Regions from separate parts of the Anser cygnoides genome. Here region 2 is linked to region 1. Evidence: chromatin contacts called from public Hi-C data. All regions are on one chromosome and are shown on one strand. The core of a region is the stretch at or near the end of the contact, and the rest is flanking DNA. Distances in the headings are between cores, read along the strand shown. Region 1 overlaps FBXO42 (F-box protein 42). Region 2 holds the start of SZRD1 (SUZ RNA binding domain containing 1).

Evidence for each region. Hi-C and Micro-C count contacts between places; a contact is called where the count stands out from the background.
Region 2: a Hi-C map of fetal liver shows a contact between it and region 1, with 1.8 times the contacts expected there. The contact joins the promoter of SZRD1 here to the enhancer-like site in region 1. A contact is called at or near these places in 5 of 7 Hi-C or Micro-C datasets (fetal liver, granulosa cells and liver).

What each region holds. Positions count from the first base shown.
Region 1 is chr23:936,433-943,189 of Taihu_goose_T2T_genome, reverse strand. It overlaps FBXO42 (F-box protein 42), which reads left to right. Exons shown (of 10, transcript XM_066982123.1): 5 at 4,954-5,107; 6 at 6,135-6,245. Among named protein-coding and RNA genes, the nearest start is that of CPLANE2, 10 kb to the right of the region's middle. Within about 2 kb of position 2,614, at least 1 of the 3 cell types and tissues checked has open chromatin away from gene starts, as enhancers often do. A contact at or near this core is called in fetal liver, where this site is marked.
Region 2 is chr23:983,421-990,177 of Taihu_goose_T2T_genome, reverse strand. SZRD1 (SUZ RNA binding domain containing 1) reads right to left here and starts at 4,189. Exons shown (of 4, transcript XM_066982129.1): 1 at 4,055-4,189. The coding sequence starts at 4,105. LOC106040171 (a long non-coding RNA gene) reads right to left here and starts at 6,538. Exons shown (of 4, transcript XR_007158458.2): 1 at 6,412-6,538; 2 at 6,099-6,239; 3 at 5,801-5,929; 4 at 5,508-5,621.

The DNA of each region.
Region 1 (6,757 bases), core at 1,365-3,864:
GACCGATTCTTTGCAGTTCTCTGTAAGCACAGCACAAACTCCTCGGAGCAAAAGCCTGCACAGCGTTTCGTTCTGCTGCAGCCGTTACGCTGAAACACCGTGACTTTGCAGAGCTGCAAAAAGCTCGGGAAACGCCAGGTTCCTGGCAGAGGTCGCCTTCCGTATCTGGCTGCTGGAGCCCAGCATCCCTCCGGCTCTTTCCCTGGGAGTAATACATTCCGCTGATAATGTCCCTGCAAGATTAAGTGCATCCGTGTAATGGGATGTAATTTGTTGAACAAATGCAGCTTGCTGGCGGGGCGAGGCCAGCTTCCAGAGGAGGGTTTTTCCACGTTCCCGGGGCTGTGGCCACGCTGCCCGTGGCGCTGGTGCGGGCGGCAGCTGCGAGCCCCCCGAGCCTGCCCTGGGCCTGCTCCCGGCTTTCTGCGCGGGCCGTGGGCGGCTTTGGAACCTGGGGCTTGGCTTCCTTCGCAGCGCAGTGCCCTGGCTGCCGGACGAGCTTGCTTTAATTTCTCAGCTTGCCCTTTGAAATTGGAAACCGGGCTGTGGGCCTGTGTTTGTTTATCCCGTCGCTGCTTGGAAAGTGAATCAGCTCGGGATGACTGCAGTCGGCTCGCTGGAGCCCGTCAAGAAGAGCATCCTCTTGCTGGAGCCAGGGCTGCTGGAGAAATCCGTCAGGCCGGGCAGCTACGGCCCCCAGCCATCGTTGGTAGCACTCCTCTAATCTGTCCAGAAAGCCGAGTCTGCCCAAATAAAATTCCCACAAACTTTATCTCCCTCGTGCCACCCGAGAGCTCCTTCCATGTCTTACCCTCACCCCTGAGCTGGTGCGAACACCTGGCTTCACTCCGTCTCCTCTCCTGCAGCGTTTCCCCATTTGGTGCTGCTCTGAACCAATTCTTTCATCTGTGCAGTCCCGTCACATCAGGCACCCGGCAGCTTTTCCCTGCGTTTTTATTTTTGTCTTTTAAGCTCCGCTTGATGTTTGTTACGTGCCCTCTTTTTGGGGTTGCTCGGGGCTGTGCCTGACTTAGGTAAAAGGCTGGTCTGGAAATTCGTGTTAGCGTGCCCCTGGAGTGAGGTTTTTCTTTTGTGGCTGCTGATCTCTGCGCGTGCTGCTCCGGTGGCATTAGAGGGCTGAATAAATGGGCTTTAAAAAATGCTTATAAGGACATATCATAAATAGGTAGCGTTCAGAGCTCGTGTCAGAAGCGATCAGAGGCTGGCGTTTCTCTTCCACACGTCCACGGAAGCCAGAGATCTTTTTTGTTTGTTTGTTTTTGAAAAGTATGTATCTGCTTTGTGAGCCAGGAAAATCCATCAGCTGGAAAAAATAGCTCGACTGGCTTTTAACTCCTCATCTCCACCGAATAAACAGCGTCAGCTGAAGGGAGATGTTCCCTCTGTGCTCAGAAGTAGTTAATTGTGCTGCACCCTCTGCGTGCTTGGATTCTTATCCCCAAGGAAAGATAATCTGATACTGGGCTCGATGGTGTTACCGGGGCGCGGAGCTTGGAAACGCGTTTTGTGCTCAGCAGGGAAGAGCCCGCTGCGCCTCTCCGCAGCATCCACCGAAGAGGCCGTTGGAGCGGGTGCAGTTAGCAAGCGATGCCCTCCTGCAGGCGCTGCCGTACTTCGGACCACGGCAAGGCACAGAAGCCGTTTCATTTCACAGAAGCCGTTTCGTTTGCAAGTGTAATAGCAGAGCGCTCGGAGCAGTTGGTGACAGCCCCAAGAGGAGGAAGCCCTCCTGTCGGATACGTCGCTGCCAGCCTTTGAACCGCCGCGCGGCCGGCCTCTGAAGCTCGGACTTTGAGCGAGTGGCTGCGGGGCCCAGGGAAGTGGAGCCGTGTCCCTTTGATGTTGCTGGTGCCGTACCTGTCTCCGCGCTCCGCATACTTGAGACCTGAAGTCACAAAGGCTGCGGCCGCCTCTGCCGCCACCACCACCTCCTCCCCCTCCTCCTCCTCCTCCACCCCCTCCTCCTCCTCCTCGCTGCCTTGCCCCGTGCCGCTGCACCCCTCGAGGTGCTCCTGCCCCTCCTGGGCTTGGTGGGAAGGTGGCAGCGAGTTGGAATGGAGCTGTGCTCAGACACCAACTTCTACCAAAGCTGCTTTTGTATCACTTTAAACCTCAAGCTACAAGCCTCGGGTTTGAGCACCGTCCGCTGTTGCTACAAAGCTAAGCGGGGTTTACTGGAGCCCCCCGACAGCTGCTCGGGCAGTTCTGTTTGCAGTCAGTGCCCGTGCGTGGTCACGTTGCAAACATTTTTATCCTGCCATCGCTTTTGTGCATCGCCTGCGTACGCACGAGGCTGCTGTTAGCTCCGGGCTCGCTGGCAGCAGCACCCAGCAGCTCCTGCGTGCCTTAGAGATAAGGCAGCGGTGTTCATGCTCCAGTGTTCCTTCCCCAGGTTTCAGCCACCCTGGTGCACGTTTCTGGCTGAACACAAGATCAACGCAGTTAAGGCACCTGTATAGGACAGGCATTCAGCACAGCCGCCTTGCAGAGAGCCACCTCGCGCTGCGACATTTGCCCCGTTTCTGCGCGCTCCACCCGTGGAGCAGAGCTCGGGGCTGGCCCCAGGACATGGCTCCGGAGCCGGGGCAGGCGCCGCCCCGCAGTGCCTGCCCCTTTGAAGCCCTGTGCATGCCGCGGCCGTCTGGTCGCCGCGCGGGAAGAGGCTGCGAGAGGCCAGCTCTTCCTTTGGCTTGTGAAATCGAGATTTTTCCTGCCTAGCAGAACGAAACTCTGCCTTCATTTACACCCGCACAGCGTCCAATAATAGGCCAAGCTTCCTGAAAAACCAGGGCTAGCCTCTGCCTGGGGCTGTTTACATGGTTGTTGTTGGCTCCTTTGGGAACCATCTCGGTGTCTGAGGCAGGGGCTGCCCTTCAGGTTGCAGCAGGAGGAAGGCGGCATTTCTCACTGCCCGGCAGCCCGAGCACGGCGCTGGGCTGTCCCCCTGACCCCAGCCCGACCTGCACGGGGACGATTCTAGCCAAGCCGTCTGTTTAAGGCCAACTCCTGTCCCAGTTTAAAACCAGCACTTTTTGCATCGCACTGGTGTCCCTGCTGCAGACAGACCCACGCACCGGCCCGCTGCGTGCCCCCGTGCTGTCTTGTGATGTCCTGGGCGGATAAGCAGAGTGGTGGGTAAGGGAATACGCAGCCAGCCAGCTTATTCTCTCCAAGTCAGGTAGAAACTTTTCTGGCAATCAGCTTGCCATGCCAAGCCTGGGAGAGCGACTTTCAGGCTCTGCCAAGGAAATACTTGGGTTGGAAACCTGCTGGTGTGGATTAATGAATTGCACACAGCCAGGAAAACTGGAAGTCTGGAATTTGGCTGGGAACAAAAAGTAACCAAACATGACCCTCTCTTGGCACCTCAGTCTTTAAGGAGATGTTGGGTACGGTCCTGGCCACGCTGCATACCTGCCCTAGCAAAACAATTGTTTCCCGAACAGCTTTATTCCCCTCTTCCCCCATAACTGCAGCACCCGAGAGCAGCACCAAAACCTACTTTGTCCCCAGAGAAAGGTGGCAGCAAAGCCCCTGAGCCTCTTTTGTGCTTGCCTGGGGGTTGCTTTTTGGCTTGGCTTTTACCACCCACCACCTGGAACCCATCACAATCGAATCGCTTTTCTCAGCTGCAGCATCTTAAAATAGCTGCTCTGGTTTCTTTTAAAAATAGTCTCGGTTCTGCATGTCATTACCTGCTAAAAATGCTTCTCCCGGTCCTATTAGGACATCAGAGAAGAGCAGTCGCTTTGTTATCTCAGCCTTTTGGAGAGGGTGCCGGTGCTCCTACAGCCACGTGCGCAGCCTTGCCCTTGGGTTGCCCCTGGTCCCGCGCGTCCCTGGTTTGGGTGACGCTTTCAGGTGACATACTCAGGGTCAGCTGAAAGCGTGCCTGCAGAAGGGGAGGAACCTGCTTGCTGTGATGGCCACGGGAAGGGGGATGCTCGTGTCTGCCCACTTCAACATCTGAGGCTGCAGCGAGGTGGTAACACAGCTCCTCTGGCTGCTGGAGCAGGCGGGGGCTGTATTTTTGCAGTGGGACCGCGGCTGCTTTTCTGACAGCTTCAAAGGGATCAGGCCCTTTGAGAGCTGCCCCTGAGAAGAGGCTTTTCACTTGAAGTCGCTCCTGCCCTGAGCTAGCCAAGGGCCACCCGAGTGAGAGATCCATCATCGGAGAGATGCGGGGCACGGACTGCAGGCAGGGCGCTCGCAGCACACCGGCGGTGGGTCGAGAGGTGAGATCAGTGCCTGGGAAAACCCTCGGGATGTGCCTTCAGAGCACAGGGCGTCGCAACAGCAGGAGGCCGCGTCTCGCTTTTGCACGCGGCGGTCCTGCTCGGGAGGTGCCTGGCCTGAGCAAAGCCTTCCAAGCCTCCGGCCGGATGGGCGAAAGTCCCTCGATAATTTTTGGAGGAGCGCTGCCTTGTGCGAACTCGGGGAGGGGCTGATAACTCCCGCGGCAAAGCGCTCTGGGTTTCGCTGTGCCGCTTTGAGAAAACGGGATTGGGTTTCTGCTGCCGCCTCGGAGCTCCCAAGCGATCTGCCACGAGCAGCGCCGGATGTGTTAGAATTAGTATTCATTCTCACTCCGTCCTTGGGGAGAAGTTAGTAGGTATTTGGAGGTAATTATTGCTTTTATTCAGTGCTAAAGCAATAATTTAAAGGGATATGTTAGAAAGCTAGTAATTTCCTGCCAGTGACTGACAGATGTTTTGCCATACATGAAATGTGCTTTCAGGCTCCTACTAATTACAATGACACAAATTGGCAGTAGTTTTCTTCCCAGGCTCCCAACTCTAATTTTGCCTTCTTTGCTGCTTTTTTTCAAAGGTGGAGCCTCCACGTCGCCTCACTTTGGTAAAATTCCTGAAGGGTTTGATGCCTGTGTTCAAGCGTGGCTTCCTAACCGTCCCTTTTTCCGTCCCTGCCCAGGTTCGTACCCCTCTCCCAAGGCTGGCGCCACGCTGGTGGTCTACAAGGACCTGCTCGTGCTGTTCGGTGGGTGGACGCGGCCGAGCCCTTACCCTCTGCACCAGCCGGAGAGGTTCTTCGATGAAATCCACACGTACTCGCCCTCCAAAAACTGGTAAGAGAACCTCTGGATTCGAAGCACGGGCTTTGAGCCCTGGAAAAAGTGTCTGCGGCGCAGCTGGAGAGCTGCCCGAGGTGTCTCCGGAGGCCCGCCGGGACTGGCTGGGAGGGACAGGGGAGCTGCGCGCGTTCGTGGGTGCCAAGGTGTGGCTGAGCCCGGCGTGTCCGCGAGGCTCCCTTTCAAACAAAAAGAAGGCAAGGCATCGCTGCTCGGGCCCGGAGACTCGCACGCACTGCTGTCTGACACCTCTTGGGTGGTGCTCGCTTCCGTGTTGCTCTGGACTTGGACCGAAAGCCTGCCAGCACCACCCCGGTGCTCTTTGGAACATCTTCGGGGCGGGCGGAAATCTGGGTGCGAATATTCCCAGCGCGTAACTCGTCTGGCTGCGAGCTTGAGGTCTGCCTGAGGAAAGTAAGGGAGAAAGCCTTAGCTCCTGGAGGTTTCACTTTTTGGTGGTGATCCGAAATACAGGGGACAGGCGATAAAGCAGGTGTCTGTGTGCTGTTGTAGAAAACTTTCTGCCTCTGCAGCTCCAGCAGCGAGCGAGGAGGTGGCAGGAATTTTCCCTTCAAACAGCATCCAGCTGATTTTAGACCACGCTTTCTCACTGATGCTTGTGTGAGAAAGGAGCAAATGCTGTATCAAAGCAGCGAAGGTTCTTGCTCCTCTTTCATTGAGAACTTTTAATCATCAAAAGTGTCAATTATCCGATGCACTTCTGGGCAGTGTCGTTAGAACGCTGTAATTAAACTGCGTTGGAAATAATTCAGGGCAAACTTAATTGAAAGGGGCGATATTTCCAACTTGGCCTTGTGACTTTGTCATGTTTTAAAAATGTTGAGCACATTAGTATTTCTAATTAGTTTCGTTATTATTTGGATCTTTGTCGGTTTTCCCTGAGGTTTTCCTCTGTAATGCTTTCTCGAGGACTTTGCTGGCCCGTGGGATTTTTCATTTTGCCATTCATCCAGGACCATCCTTTCTGACCCGGTGCTGAATGTCTTCTTCCCTTTTCCCCCAGGTGGAACTGCATCGTGACCACCCATGGCCCCCCTCCCATGGCAGGACACTCCTCCTGTGTCATCGAAGACAAAATGATCGTCTTCGGAGGCTCACTGGGATCTCGGCAAATGTAAGCGTGGAGTGAAGGTGTCTGACGAGTTCTCCTGCGAGCAAGGAGTGTGTTGTGGTGGCCGTGGGAGAGCAGTTCAGAAAGAAAAAACCTCCGAGGGGCTGGGCTGCGAGACCCCTTTTCAGCAGGATCCCTGTGCAGCAGTCAGCACCAGCAGCTCGGTGCGACTGCCCGGGCTGCAGATAAGCGTGCCGCCGTGGTTGTCTGTGCAGCGCAGCGTGACTCAGCGCTGCCAGCGCCTCTCAGAGCAGGGCCCTGAACTGGGGCAGCCGAGAGGAGGTAAGGCGTGTGGGAAGGTCACAGGCGGGTGCAGATCCGTGCGTTGATCAGAGGAGTCTGAGATCATCCTGGCTGCTCACCCTGCCTGCCCTCGCGCACCGCTGGGCTGGTGCTCGCTGCCGGCCCGCTGCGGGCTCTGCCTGCTGGCTTGCTGCACCTTTCACCTCCCGGGGCAAATTCCCTCGAGGCACCAGCCTGCAGAAAACCGATTCTGTGATAAAACCTCCGCCCTG
Region 2 (6,757 bases), core at 2,940-5,439, 45 kb before region 1:
CCAAACTGACTCCTCATTAGCTACCTCTTTCTTTCCTCTGAAGATAAATTAATCGTCTATTAATTACTGGAACGTTCCAATTCCTGAGGCTACTGGGAATCAGCCCGCACCGTTAATTAATTCTCCAGTCACTCTGCTTACATTAAATCCTGGCTGCGGACCGTACCCAAGGCAATGCCAGGAGAGACGCGGATGCTTTCAGCTGCGCCGGCGTTTACATCTTCCCCTGGCAGATAGCACTTCTCCACAGCTACGAACCAGACACCGGGGTATTTTTAGGAGCAGGCCTGGCAAGGCTCCCCTCTTCTGCCAGGCACCAGGCGGTATTCCCGGTGCGAACACGGGATGGAGGCAGGGAGGAAGCATTTCAGAGGGCCGCAGCTTCTCCCTCCCCTGCCTTCAGCTCTTGGCCACACGGACACCCTGCGGACCCGCTCCCCAGACCCAGACGCGGAACTTATTTCAGTCAATCTGAAAAAAAAACGAGCCTAAAACCTAGCAGAAGCCTTCCGCAGCTCTCCCAGCGGCAGGCCCGGCCTCCCGCTCCGCACAGCGGCCTCAGACAGGGGCGGCAGCATTTCGACGCCGGCTCATCACACCGCACCTCTTCGCCCAGGCCACCCGTGCCTCCTGCACCCACAAACGGGGTCAGGCAGCAGGGCCAGATGCTCGCCAAGGTCACGCTGCTGCGACGGGCAGGGAGCAGAGGCTGCTCCCTGGTGACTCAGGCAGCCCTCGCAGGGCTCACAGAAGCATCCCACGGCAGACGCTCACCTCGTGGCATTTGGTGCTTGCTCCTTCCCAGCCTCCCAGCGTCGCCTCTTGTCAGGCTGCCTCTGCCTGAGCAAGGCAGAGGCGGCAGAAACAAGCTTTCGTTTCCTAGCTTAGGAGATTTTGGGGCCAGTTACAAACATCTAAAGCAAATATTTAGTAAATAATTTACAAAAATCACCGTAGCCCACGGTGTCAAAACCCATCCTCCCGGTGCTCCTCCCGACACCGGGAATCGGCAGTCACCCTCAGGGCTTTCCTCCAGGGCACAGCCCTGGACGGGAAGGGTGCCGAAACCCCGCTGACTTCTCCCCTGATCACACAAGAAGCTCGCAGGCTTCACAGACCAGAGGTCACAGCTTCGTGCTCCGAAATCTTTCCCTTCTGACTTGTGTACTTTGATCGCATTTAGCAACTTGAAGCGACGGCAGCCAAAACCCAGATTCAGCCCTTTCCAAGCCCCGATTCACCTCGCTGAAGGGTGAAATCCAAAGCAGGAAGCCCAGCTTCTGCCTGCTGCTTGCGCACCAACCTGATCAGAGGCGGCAGCAACAGGGTTTCCTGTGAGCCTCAGGTCCTCCAGAAGCACAGCAGCATGAGCAGATGCCAATCCCCACGCACACAAGGGACAAAGCCCACATCCTCCCCGAGCAGCGGGCACGGGGTTTGCTCCTTCCCCTGGAGCAGCACGGTGCAGGATCCCGGCCCCGGCCCGCAGCGGGGCAAGCTGTACTGGGCAGGAGGTGGGAGCCAGCTGCCCTGCACGGGGCCTGACAGCAGGCCGGGCACAGAAAATCACGTGGAATGACTTTCTTGTCAGCCTAACATCTTATTCCGACTCGAGGTAAGTTACTAAGACAATATTGACAGGCTCTGACTCTAGCTGGCTGTGCTTTTGTGACAGGAACCGGCGATGAAGGCAGCTGAGGAGCACCGACGTGGGGCCGTGCGTCACCTCTGGGATCCCCGGCCACTGGGCTCCCACCCCAGCGCTGGAGCGCAGCTTCCCACCTGGAGCTTAATTATTAGTTTAACCTGGTAAACAGGCTCAGGTGTAACAAATACACCTCCCATTTGTGATTTCCCTCTTCCCTAAAGCCAGGTAAGCCACACAAAAGAGAACCGAGCCACGCATTAAGTCCCATTAGTGCTTACTAACCCAGACCGGGTCTTTGAAGCCTCACACTTTGCTCCTGACCCTGCCACGGGTCTCCTGGACAGCTCACTCGTTACTCACACACCGGTTCTCTGTCTGTAGCTCACTGACGAGCAAAACCTCTCTGTTTCCCAGACGTTTCAAACACCCGTACGCCAGGCAGTTGCCTAGCACAGAGCCCTTTCAGCCAGCTCTACCAGCCCCACGGAGCTCTGCTGCAGCAGCCTGGCAGGCAGAACCCCACGTCCACCCTGCTGCGCCTGCACAGCGCCCGGGTAGATGAAGCCACGGGAGCTGGGGGCGGCTGCTTAGCGTGCGGTCACTCGGGGGTGGCACACGCCAAACAAGAAGCTCCATCTTTCTGGCAAGCACCGGGTAATTCTGCTGGTACAAAAATGGAAGACAGAGAGAAGCCACGTTAAAGAACGAGAACTGGTCGCGGAGCTCTTTTGACCAACCACGTCCAAAGGAGGAGGTGTGCCAGGTTTTGTGCCAGGTTTCTTGGGCTTTCCCCATTCAGAGGGCGCCCTTCTACCGATTAAGATCGCCGTGCTGCTTGTTTTGACAGGCAAATCCCCAAAAGCTACCTGCGGTGACATAATAACTAGGGAGACCACAGCGTGCGCAGCAGCCCCAGAATGCCTCTTGCTGAGAGCCACCTTCCTCAGCGCCTAGAGCAGCTGCCGGTAGCCCAGCACCAAAAACCACACACACACGGGGAAGGATGAGTGCTGAAAATGTCAGCAGCCTTTCTGCTCCACACAGTGCCCTCCTGGTGGCTTACTGCCAAGAAAGGAGGCAGCTTGTCTCAGAAGCCCACCATGGATCTCTTTCACTACCTTTCTCCTGCGTACACGTGTGCTGAGGGGTCTGAGAACTGACTGCTCAGATCTCAACTGCGTATAGCGTTAGGACAAGGGGATGTGCTCAAAGCTGCTCCTTGGCACGCCAGCTTTCATCTTCAGTGTTTTCTTGCACCTTCCTCTGCACCGCGGCTGCCACATCTCGCGCCTCTGAGTTGGGATCCACCTCAGATCTATGCCAGGTAAGACAGAGGTGGAAAAAAGCACAAAGGAAACTCCTTAAAACAACAAGAACGATACCGTGATTACAGCATCAGGCCAGCTCTTGCACACAGTTTTTCCTCACCCTTTCAACAGAAGATCCACCTCGTTAAGGCTGCACTCAGGCTTCCCTGCCTGCTAACTGCAGCAGGTTTTCCACAAAGAAAGGCAGGTGTGCCTCGTAACTTTCAACCGTTAACGAGCAACATCAGTCACACTGTCTGCCCTACAGCCGAGCCTCTTCCTGTGCTCCCTTCCCCTTTCTCTTCTCTGAGTCTCTCTGCTGAGCCTCCCATACCTTTGATTGCTGCAGCAGCTCGGAGAGCCCACGGTGCCCAGCCTGCGCGAGCACCCACCTGCTTGAGGCAAAACGCCAGGCGGGAGCAGGCTCACCCCTGCGCGGGTCCATCCCGGCTGGCTCTTAACTTCCTGCGGCCACCAGCAGCAGCAGAGGGTCCCCTTCCTGCGAGCCGCAGCTCCGAAGCATGACCTTTCTAAAATATCCCGGCTGCCAGAAGGCAGCATCCATCTCTCCTCTTGCATAATAATAACTCCTGCTGGAGACGGCTCGGCTTTCTCTGCGCTCTAAGCGCTTTCGCAGGCGCCCAAACCCCGGACAACTGCAGAAGCAGCTGCAGGCGTGGCGGCGGCTCCCCGAGCAGCCTGCCGAGCCGCGGGAGCGCCGACGAGTTCGCCTCGCGGTCTGGGCTCGCTGAGAGGGGACCGGGGAAGGACGAGGCCCGGAGATCCCCTCCCGAGGGCTTTAAGAGCACGCGCAAAGCGCAGCCGGGGAGGACGGACGGGGAGGACGAGCGGTGCCGGGCCAGGAGCAGCGCTGAGGCTCCAGGCCGCGGCTCCCGGGACAGGGCCCGGGACCCCCCCCCCCCCAGGAGCCGTTCCCGGCCCGCTGCCCTGAGGGGGGCGGCCGCGAGGGGCCGGGGGCCGCTCCCGTCCCCTCCACCCCCGCCACCCCCAGCCCCAGCCGCCCCCCGCCGGTCCCTGCCGGTCCCCCCCGCCTCGCCGCCCCCCCCCCGGCCGGTCCCGGCCCGCTCCCCGCGCTCACCCCGCTGTCGGCCGCCTCCTCCCAGCTCTCGGCCACCTCCTCGTCCTCCATCTTAGCGCCCCCCCCCCCCCTTCGCCGCCGCCGCCGCCACACGGAGCAGGGCGCATGCGCGCGCCGCCTCCCTCCCCACCCCGCCGCCCGGCAGCGCGCCTGCGCACACCCCCCCTGCCGGCCCGCGCCCGCGCGCGCCGCTGGGGAGAGGGCGGGGGGGGGAGCGGCGCGTGCGCGGTGGGAGGGGACGGGCGGCCACGTGCGGGGGAGGGGAGAGGGCGCCCCCTGGCGGGCGGGAGGAGCGGGGGGGATAGGGATGGGGTTGGGATTGGGATTGGGGTGGGGATGGGATGGGGATCGGGATGGGGACTGAGATCGGGATCTGTCTTGGGCTTGTGAAGGGATGGGGATGGGATGGGGATTGGGATCAGGATGGGGATTGGGATCGGGATGGGGATGGGATGGGAGGGGATGAGGATGGGGTGGGGGTGGGGATGGGATGGGGATCGGGATGGGGATAGGGATGGGGTGGGATGGGGATTGGGATCAGGATGGGGTGGGATGGGGATTGGGATCGGGATGGGGATTGGGATCAGGATGGGATGGGAATGAGATGGGATGGGAGGGGATGGGGATTGGGATGGGGATCAGGATTGGGATCGGGATGGGGATGGGATGGTGACTGAGATCGGGATCTGTCTTGGGCTTGTGAAGGGATGGGGATGGGATGGGGATTGGGATCAGGGTGGGGATTGGGATCGGGATGGGGATGGGATGGGAGGGGATGAGGATGGGGTGGGGATTGGGATTGGGATTGGGAGGGGATGGGGTGGGGATGGGATGGGGATCGGGATGGGGATAGGGATGGGGTGGGATGGGGATGGGGATTGGGATCAGGATGGGATGGGAATGAGATGGGATGGGAGGGGATGGGGATTGGGATCAGGATTGGGATTGGGATTGGAATTGGTATCGGGACTGGGATTGTGATGAGATGGGGTTGGGATGGGATAGGGACTGGGATCGGGATTGGGATGGGATGGAGATTGGGATCTGGTTTGAGATTGTGAAGGGATGGGCTTGGGATGGGGATGGGTTGGGTATTGGGATTGGGATTGTGATGGGATGGGGTTGGGATGGGATGGGGACTGGGATTGGGATGGGATGGGGTTGGGATGGGGGTTGTGATCGGGATTGGGATTGGGATGGATGGGATGGGAATTGGGGTTGGGATTGAGATGGGGATTGGGATCTGTCTTGGGATTGTGAAGGGATGGGGTTGGGATGGGGATGGCTTGGGGATTGGGATCTGGCATGGGATTGTGAAGGGATGCGGTTGGGATGGGGATGGCTTGGGGATTGGGATCAGGATTAGGATGGGGATGGGATGGGATGGGATGGGATGGGATGGGATGGGATGGGATGGGATGGGATGGGATGGGGGCACCCACTGCCACGCGACTGTCACTGCATCGGCACGCATGTCATCCCCACAGCCCGCGGCTGCGCCCCCCGACCAAGCACCAACCTGGTGTTTAGCAGATCTGTTCCGCAAAGCCAGGAGGGAAGGAGGGGGCTGGGGGAGGCACGAGCATGGTGTGATCCCCCCGCTGCGAGCCCCCCGGCACTCGCCCTACGCCCAAAGGACCACGAGGCCACGAGTCCCGCCGGTGGCTCCGTGGGGGAACCAGCCCACCCACAGCAGCCTGCATGGTGCCAGGGGTTCCAGCAAAGCCCCGAACCCCCTGCCGTTACCTCAGCCCCGCGGGGTTACGGTGCTGCTCCCACCACCGTGCCTCCAAATCCCAACAACGCCAGGGTGCACGCAGCTCTGGCCAGGGTCCGGCTTTGGGGAGGCTGGCGTAGAGGTGCATCTGAGTTAATCTGTGTGTTGAGAGGACAGAAACTCACCTGAGGGCCTGTGGCATCTTCCTGTCGTACTTATTTATATCGCTTTACATCCACGTCCTGGGTGCTTGCTACTCTTAAATGTCCCGTGTGGCAGGTGGGATAACTTCAGCTCAAACCCTTTAGGGTTTCCCAAAAGAAAAACCTGGTTAATTAAGCTCTTGTAGCTGGGCTATTCGGCACACTGACGTACTGCTCTGGGCCTTGAATGACACAAAGGTAGCTGGGGGCGGGTCTGCCGAGGGCAGATCCACATGCTGCAGAAGTGAACGCCGCTTCCAGCACCCTAAAAAACAAACGTTCAGACAGGGAGTCACAGAAACTTTCCTTTCGACCTCAAATCTGGAACTCTTCCCCAGAACTCCAGGCAGGAGGACACCCCATTCACGAGCTGCAGCCTGCCAGCAGATGGCGAGCGGCTTCTTAAAAACTCCAGCTAAAAGCAGAAAAATACTCACCCTACCCCTGCGGTGAGCCCCGGCTCCTGCCAGCAGCTCCTCGGGCCCCTCGCCGGCCTTCCTCTGCCCTGGCAAGCCCAAAAGCCACCAGGGGCATCCTCCGGGCGGTTTTGTGAGGGGTGGGATGCTGTGCATCCACACACGAGCCGTGCTGGGGTTCGCGGGGCGCTGGGCGCTGCAGCAGCGCTCGTGGGTGTCTGCACCCCGCTGGGTGGGGACAGGATGGGGACAGGCCCAGGGTCCACGCAGGCGACACGGAGGCTGTGCGAGGACGGGAGGAAAGGGTGCAACCTCGGGCTGTTCCTACCCATCCTCTGGCTTTTTCCAGAAGGAAACAGGAACTGTG